Regions from separate parts of the Oryctolagus cuniculus genome. Here region 2 is linked to region 1. The links are chromatin contacts, called in public Micro-C maps. All regions are on one chromosome and are shown on one strand. The core of a region is the stretch at or near the end of the contact, and the rest is flanking DNA. Distances in the headings are between cores, read along the strand shown. Region 1 holds the start of SCAF11 (SR-related CTD associated factor 11). Region 2 holds the start of SLC38A1 (solute carrier family 38 member 1).

Region 1 (3,667 bases), core at 863-3,362:
GGGTCTCCCATATCAGTGCAAGGGCCCTAAGAGTCAGGCCATCTACTGCTTTCCTAGGCTATACCAAAGAGCTGGATTGGAAGAAGAGCAGCTGGGACATGAACCAGTGCCCATATGGGATGCAGGCACTGCAGGCAGAGACAGCCTACTGTGCAACAGCGTTGGCCCCACAGAAATAAATTTAATTCTACAGAGATAACAGCTGGACAGTATTACCCGGATTAAAACATACTTCACAGTGTGAAGATCAAATAAACTGCTGGCAGGGCTGGTGTTGTGGTGTAGTGGGTAAAGCCTGTGGTGCCAGCATTCCATTTGGACACCAGTTCAAGCCCTGGATGCTCCTCTTCCAATCTAAATCTCTGCTATGACCTGGGAAAGCAGTAGAAGATGTCCCAAGTCCTTGGGGTCCTGCACCTGCTTGGGAGATATGGAAGAAGCTTCTGGCTCCTGGCTTCAGACTAGATTAGCCCTGACCATTGTGTCCATTTGGGAAGTGAACCAGTGCATGGAAGACTCTCTCTCTCTCTCTCAGCCTTTCAAATAAGTAAATAAATCTAAAAAAAACAAAAACAAAAACAAGAAAAAAACTGGCTTTAAAAAATTCTTGTTAACCAACTTTTCCTTATAGCATTAATGTTTCATTCCCTACATGAGTATTGTCTATTTGGCCACGTTTTGCTTGAGTCTTACACTGTACACTCTGTGAATTCAAACACTTTCAATGCTTTAAGAAATGCCAGACATTTCATTAAAATCAGAACTTCTTGTTATGCACAAAAAAAAAAAAAAAAAAAAAAAAAGAAAAGAAAAAAGAAAAATCAGCAACAACTTGCTGATTTCTAAGGACCTCCATAAGTCTTAAGTGACAGGTCGGTTTTGGAACATTCGCCACTAGGTCGCTGTCTGTGTACCAGAGCTTCCTCTCCATGTGTTTTTCTCCTGAGTCTCGTGCGTCATGTTCTGTGGTTATAATCCAATCGACAACGATGGTGGGCACATCAGCCTCACTCGCCTGCTTACAGTCCATCTTTTGCGTATGTACCGCTAGCGTACTGTGAATTTTACCCTCCTGAATTGTCAGGGTGCAGCCATGGAAATGCTCGTGCCCAGGTCGTGGTCTTCCCTGGGAGACGAGAGGCCGTCCCCAGCCGCGGCTTCCTGCTTGGGACAGGCCGAGGAGGGACAGTCCTGGCCACCTCGCGGCACGGTCACGAGCGAGCAGCAGCGACGTCTGGCCCCTCTGTGTCCATCTACGGCGTGCACGTGTTCGAAACCTCACACTGTGCTCCAGTCACTACCGCCAGCCAGAAGCGGAAGCCGTCATTTTCGGAGAGCACTTTGCCGCCCCGCGCTCGCAGAACGCCTCGGAGGCCGGCCGGCGTGAACACGACCTGCCGGAAGCTGAGGGGCCAGCGCGGTCCCTCGCCGCGGGCGAGCCCGCTCCCACGGGCGCGGCCTGGCGCTCGGCCCTGGGCCCTGGCCGGCTCGCCTCACGACGCCTGAGGGCCAGCGCGGTCCCTCGCCGCGGGCGAGCCCGCTCCCACGGACGCGGCCTGGCGCTCGGCCCTGGGCCCTGGCCGGCTCGCCTCACGACGCCCCCGGCCGCGTCTCGGTGCGGGGCCCCGCACAAGGCCCGGCCCGCTGGGGACGCGGGTGCCATCGGCCCGCGCCTCCGATGGCCGCCCGTGCACACTCCTCACACCCCGTGACCCCCACAGAGGGCAGAGCCGGCGGGCCGCCGCCGCAGAGCCGCCTGCCCGAGACCACCGGGCAGGGCAGGCCCGGTCCCGCAGAGCGCACGCGCACAGCCAGGCTCGGCGCGCGGCGGGGCGGCGGGCTGGGAGCGCATTTCCCAGAAGCCCTCGCCGCCGGCTCCCTCCCGCTCGCGGACGCACGGCGTGGCCCCGCCCACCGCGCCCCGCAGCCCGCGGCGGGTTGTCGGCGCCCCCCGGCGGCCGCGCCGAGCGCTGCGGGCTGTGGGCCCGGGCGGGCGGGAAGAAGGCTGGGCCGGTCGCCGCCGTCGTCACCGCGGCGCGCCGGCCTGAGGCGGCGCGGAGGGAGGGAGGCGGGAGCGAAGAGGAGGCCCACGCGGCGGGGGAGGGAGCAGCGCAGCGCGGCCCGCTCCCGCCTCGCGCCTCCCTCGGCGGCCCGCGAGCCGGCGCCGTGGCCCCCCGCGTTCGGGAGCTCGGCGGCGCAGGGACGGGCCTCGGTCCCCGCGGCGGGGCCTCGACCTCGGCCTGAGGTAAACGCGGGCGGCCCGGGGTGGGGAGGGCCGGCGCGGGCTGGGAGCGGCCCGGGCGGCCCGAGTTGGGAGTCTCGCGCGGCGGAAAGTTGAGGCTGCGGCCGGGCCCCGCGCCTCGCCGGCCCCGTCCCGGTCCCTCCTCCGTCCGGTCCTCGGCCTCGGCCCGGCCCCGTCCCCGCGGGCAGGCCCCGCTCTCGCCGCCGACACCCGCCCCGCCGCGCCGGCGACGCTGGGGACTTGGCTTTTGTCGCCGGCGCGCGGCCGCTGCGAAGCCAAACTTTACTGCGCGGCGACCTCGGTGCCGCCGGCCGCCCGCCCGCCCGCCCGGGAGGCCGCCGCTGACCGCCGCCGCGGCCGCGTCTCCGGCCTGCGGGCGCCTCCAGCCAGGCGGCGGCGGAGTCGCCCCTCCGGCTCGCCCTTGGTGAGAGCCCGCAGGAGAAAAGTTGCTGGGTCTTTGGGCGGTGGTGTTGTTAACTGGGGGGCAGGAGGAAACGGAGTAGAGAGCTGTCTTCGGGTTTTCTTTTGTTTTATGCGGTCCTGTCAGAGAACCTGGTTGGATTTCTGTCTCGTCTTTGCAATGTGAGTTTTTAAAAAGTTGGTAATTCTTGTTCTAGTTAGCTGCACTTTAGCGGTCATGTGTTTTGGAGCTTGCGAATGTTTTGGCAATCGTTCAGTTTCGCATTCGGATAGCGATTGGGGCGAGCAGGACCTTGAGACTTTGATACGTGTTTAAGATCTCACCGTGGTAGAGTTTGAGTATGGCAAGGGGGCAGGAAACTGTGGAAAGTGTACATTGTTTCCAAATACGCTGCTCGAAGACGTGAAAATCTCAAGGAGTTTTCCCTCCCCTGTAAAATCTTCTTTTGGGAGTGGGGCCGTGGCTAAGATGGAAACTCTGTGGGTTGTTCAGCTTTTCTTGAAGACATGTGCTGTCGGTTGAATCAGTGCAGTTTCAGGCTGCCATTGATTCATCATCAGTAACATCTTTCAGTATGCAGAAAATCCAATATTACATATGTCATTAGCTTAATACTGAACTTTTTAGCAACATCAGGAAGCAAAAGTTGTAAAAACTTAACTAAAGAGAGTAGCAGGCATACAAATAATAGTTATTGAATGTTCATTGTAACTTTTTCAAGCTCTGCCATCATCTGCTCTTATCTAAAGATTTACTTATTTGAAAAGCAGAATGTGTGTGTGAGTGTGTCTTTGTGTGTCATGGGAGGGGGTGTATCTTCCATTTGATAGTTCATGCCCCAATGGCTGCAGCAGCCAGGAGCCTGGAACGCCATGCTGGTCTCCCAAATGGGTGGCAGGGACCCGAGTACTTGGCCATCTTCTGCTGCCTTCCTAGGCAGGTTAACAGGGAACTGGTTTGGAATCAGACTAGCTAGTACTTCAGCCAGCACTCTGGTACAGGAT
Region 2 (3,667 bases), core at 497-2,996, 140 kb before region 1:
ATATTTAATGTAAGCTGTGAACCGCATTTAATGCCTTCCATGCGTTAATACGCACACTCGCTACCTTTGTGAGGGAGGTTGTATCATTTCCACTTGACTTAGGAGGAAATCAAGGCACCGAGAAGTTAAAACTTGCCCAAGATCTCAGAGCTGATCGTGGTGTTGGAGCCCAGTCCACCCACACCGTGCAGCCTCACAAAGTCCTGTCCCAGTCTGCACCGCACCTCAGCTTGTGCAGGTGCAGTGTCTGGCACTGGGACTCTTCCACGTTTTCATTAGCACATCCTTGCAGACAGAGTGCCCTCTCGTGCACCCTCCAGCAGGGAGGCAGCTCCCGGTCCTTCAGAGAGGCTCTTCCAGGATCAGGGAACAAGGGCACGGCCAGCCGTGGGGACCCGGCTCTGAAGGCTGGTGCATGACCCTGGGTGCTGTGAAGCCATTTGTAAAGTGACCTGCTGCCCGTCTTCCAGCAGCCACACGGTGGCCGGGGAGGCTTCACCCTGACACCCTTGCCCCCGTTTAAGACCAGAACAAGTGGGGTGGGTAGGGGCAAGGACCCCGAGAGAGCCTGCACCCACACGTATCCTGGAGAAGGACTCGCCTGGCGACCAGGCCCCCCAGTTGACCTGTGAGGCCTCTGCGTTGGCGTCTATTCTGCTGCAGGTGGTTAGCAAAGGTATAGGGAGGCCTAGAAGGGTGTGAGTGGAGCCCACACATGCCCCCTGGGAGTGTGCAGCTGGAGCCCAGCCTGTGGCCTGAACCCGCCTGAACACAGGCCCAGTGCCACCCATTCCCGCACTCGACCCACTTGCTCCTGTAAGCACAGCCACGTTCACCTCTTGGAATCTACTTTTGGGGCGACGCTGTGGCTTAGCAGATAAAACCACCTGCTGTGCCGGCACCCTATATGGGCGCGGGTTCAAGTCCCGGCTGCTCCACTTCCGATCCAGCTCTCTGCTATGGCCTGGGAAAGCAGAAGATGGCCCAAGTGCTTGGGCCCCTGCACCCGCATGAGAGACCCGGAAGAAGCTCCTGGTTCCTGGTTTCAGATCAGCACAGCTCTGGCCGTTGCAGCCACTTAGGGAGTGAGCCAGAGGATGGAAGACCTTTCCTTTTCTCTCTCCACCTTTCAAATAAATAACTTAAAAATAAACACACAGAGGATGATGCCTCATTGAGGGATTTAAAGCCGCAAACAGAATAACACTGACAGCACTGTCTCTGGCACAGTCCCTTGGGAACCCCAGCCACAAAAGTCTGGGTTATGGCAGCCGTCTGGGTGCACAGAACCCAGCAAATAAATGAGAACTAAAACCAACAGATTCGTTTGGGATTTGATTCTCTGCAAGCACCACGCTGATGACCGCACCTGCCGGCACCAGGCGGACAGTTCAACAAGGCTGAGCCCGCCCCTTCACCTGCGCCAGGGAAGGTGCGCACCCCTGCAAATCAGCAGTTCCCACTCAGTCAGCCAACGCTGCGAAGGCAGGGGGGAGGCGCCCACGCCCGCGGCCCACGGAGCTTCGCCACGATGTATGTGTGCACCGGTGTGCGCCTGGTCACAAGTCAGGGGTTCGCGGCCAGGACAAGAGGTTAAGCCGCCGAGGGAGAAACCCCAGACGGTCCGACCGGGGCGGGGCGCGTGTCCGTCCCGCCGGCCTCCAGACCTCCCGCCGCTCCCCTGGCGGCCTCTGGAGGGGAGCGGCAGCGGCAGCGGCAGCGGCGCCGGCCCTGGTTGTCCAGCGGCGGCCCCCGCGCGACAGCCGCGTGAGCAGCGCTCCGAGCCCCCTTCCCGCTGCGGCTTCGAAGGCGACCGGGCGCCGCAGCCTCCGCAGCCACCCCGCCGCCCCGCACTGCAGCGACTGCGCCCGGCGGACGCGCAGGTGGGGCTGCTTCTAGTCTCCACTAGGAGGAGAGGGCTCGGCAGTGTAGGCCGGGCCCGGAACAAAGGGTGCGCGGGAGGACGCGAGCGGCCCGCAGCGCGCCTAGCCAGGTGCGCGTCCCGGACTCCGCGTGACTTTGGGTCCCTCCCGACCCGCAAGATCTCCAGATCCGAGCTCTGACTGTAGATCTAGGGCGGGCGCCGAGCCTGCGGGGGCCGCATCCTGCAGAGGGGCGGCGCCTCAGCTGAGGACTAGAACAAAGGGATCCAGAGGTACTCGCTCGCCGCGCTCCCTCGGCCGGCGCGCTCGGCCGTCTGCGGGGTCCGCGGGGCGCGTGCGTGGCCGTGCCCTGCCGCAGCGAACCTCCCGGCGCCCCCAGATGCAGCCCCCGAGCGCACGGCCCTCCTTCCCTGCGCCTGTCCAGGTCCCCCCGGCTCCCGCGGCGCCTCCGCCTGCGTCCTCCTGGCCACCCCGCCCCCCGTCCGCCCTGCGCCCCCTCCTAGCCGTGCAGACGGGCCGCGGTCGCAGCACCGGCGGGAGGCGCGGCCGCCGGCGGGAACACCCCGTGACCCGCTCAGCTCCGTGACTCGCAGCTGTGGTTCCAGAGCCGGCGCGCGGCCGAGGAGGAATGGCCCGGCTCTCCCGCTAGAGCCGCGCGAGCCATGGAGGCCCAAGGGTAGGCGCGCGACGGTGGCGGGACCTTCAGCTCCCGAGGCCGCGGCTGGGGACGGGGGGAGGGGTGGCTGTGATGCAATCCGCCCGCGGAAAGGAGGAGCAGGGCCGGGCGGCCACGCCACGCGCCTGAAGGTCGCTGGAGCCTCCGTCCCTCGCCTTCCCGGGAGAGCGCGCCCCGGACCCGCTTTGGCCGCTTCCCCTGCTGGCCAAGCTCGTGTGGGCCTCCTTCCCCGAAGAGCTGGGAGGTAAGCGGAGCGGCCACGCTGCCGCGTCCCTGCCGCGGGCGGGCCTTTTTCTCTCAGGAAAGGAGAAAGCCAGGTCCGCGGCACCGCGTGGCGCCAGCTCGCGTGATATCTCCTCGGGGTCACGGGATCCGGGGCTCCAGCGCAGCGGGCGGCAGGAGCGCGAGAGTCCCCGGCCCCGGTACTTGGCGTCGGGCCCGCAGGCCCCGAGGGGACCGCAGCCGTCCCCGGGGCGCTGGGGCCGGGGCGCGGGGGACCCGGAGCGCCTGGCTACTGTCCCCCGGGATGAGAAGAGGATCTGCGGGGCGCGGCTAACGGGTGCTGGCGGCGACTCGGGTCCCGCCTCACCCGGGAGGTTCTTTCCAAACCGAAGAGGCATGCGGGGCGGGGGTACTTTTCCATCGCCAGGACCGGTGTGAGTCGCGCACAGAAGGTCCTGGCGGGGTTCCCCATCCTGAGGCCCGCGGGCAGCCACAAAGGCCGCTCCGCCCGCCAGGTCCGCGCCTGGGGGACGCGCGCGCTCGCTCCGTGCGCGCCCCTGGGTCGGGGAGGCGGGGAGAGGGAGAGTCGCTGGCGCCGGTGGCGAGGGGGCCTCGTGACCCCTAAGCCCCGCTGCGCGGTCTTTTGTGTTGCTCTCGTGCCTCTCCATGTCCCCCTGGGGCGTCCGGCGCCTTTGCCACCGGCTGAGAACGCAAGGCCCTGGCGGCCACACTTTGTCACCTGGGCCGCTGATGTCAGAGGACAGGGAGGGAGGCAGAGCCTCGGGCCGGTTCCCCGGAAATCCGTGCAGTCCCCGCCACCGCCGCGCGGGAGCCCGCGTGTTCGCTCCTCTGTGTCCTCCGTGCTCGGGCTGTCCCCGGCCTGCTC

The links. A called contact is a pair of places that touch in the nucleus more often than the background predicts.
Region 2: a Micro-C map of ear pinna shows a contact between it and region 1, with 3 times the contacts expected there. The contact joins the promoter of SLC38A1 here to the promoter of SCAF11 in region 1. A contact is called at or near these places in 2 of 6 Hi-C or Micro-C datasets (ear pinna and skin fibroblasts).

What each region holds. Positions count from the first base shown.
Region 1 is chr9:136,738,413-136,742,079 of mOryCun1.1, reverse strand. SCAF11 (SR-related CTD associated factor 11) reads left to right here and starts at 2,112. Exons shown (of 15, transcript XM_008259359.4): 1 at 2,112-2,245.
Region 2 is chr9:136,873,208-136,876,874 of mOryCun1.1, reverse strand. SLC38A1 (solute carrier family 38 member 1) reads left to right here and starts at 1,746. Exons shown (of 17, transcript XM_051851014.2): 1 at 1,746-1,883. LOC138843666 (homeobox protein MIXL1-like) reads left to right here and starts at 1,532. Exons shown (of 5, transcript XM_070048364.1): 1 at 1,532-1,565; 2 at 1,666-1,883; 3 at 2,477-2,559; 4 at 2,691-2,803; 5 at 3,004-3,089. The coding sequence starts at 1,532. The coding sequence ends at 3,089.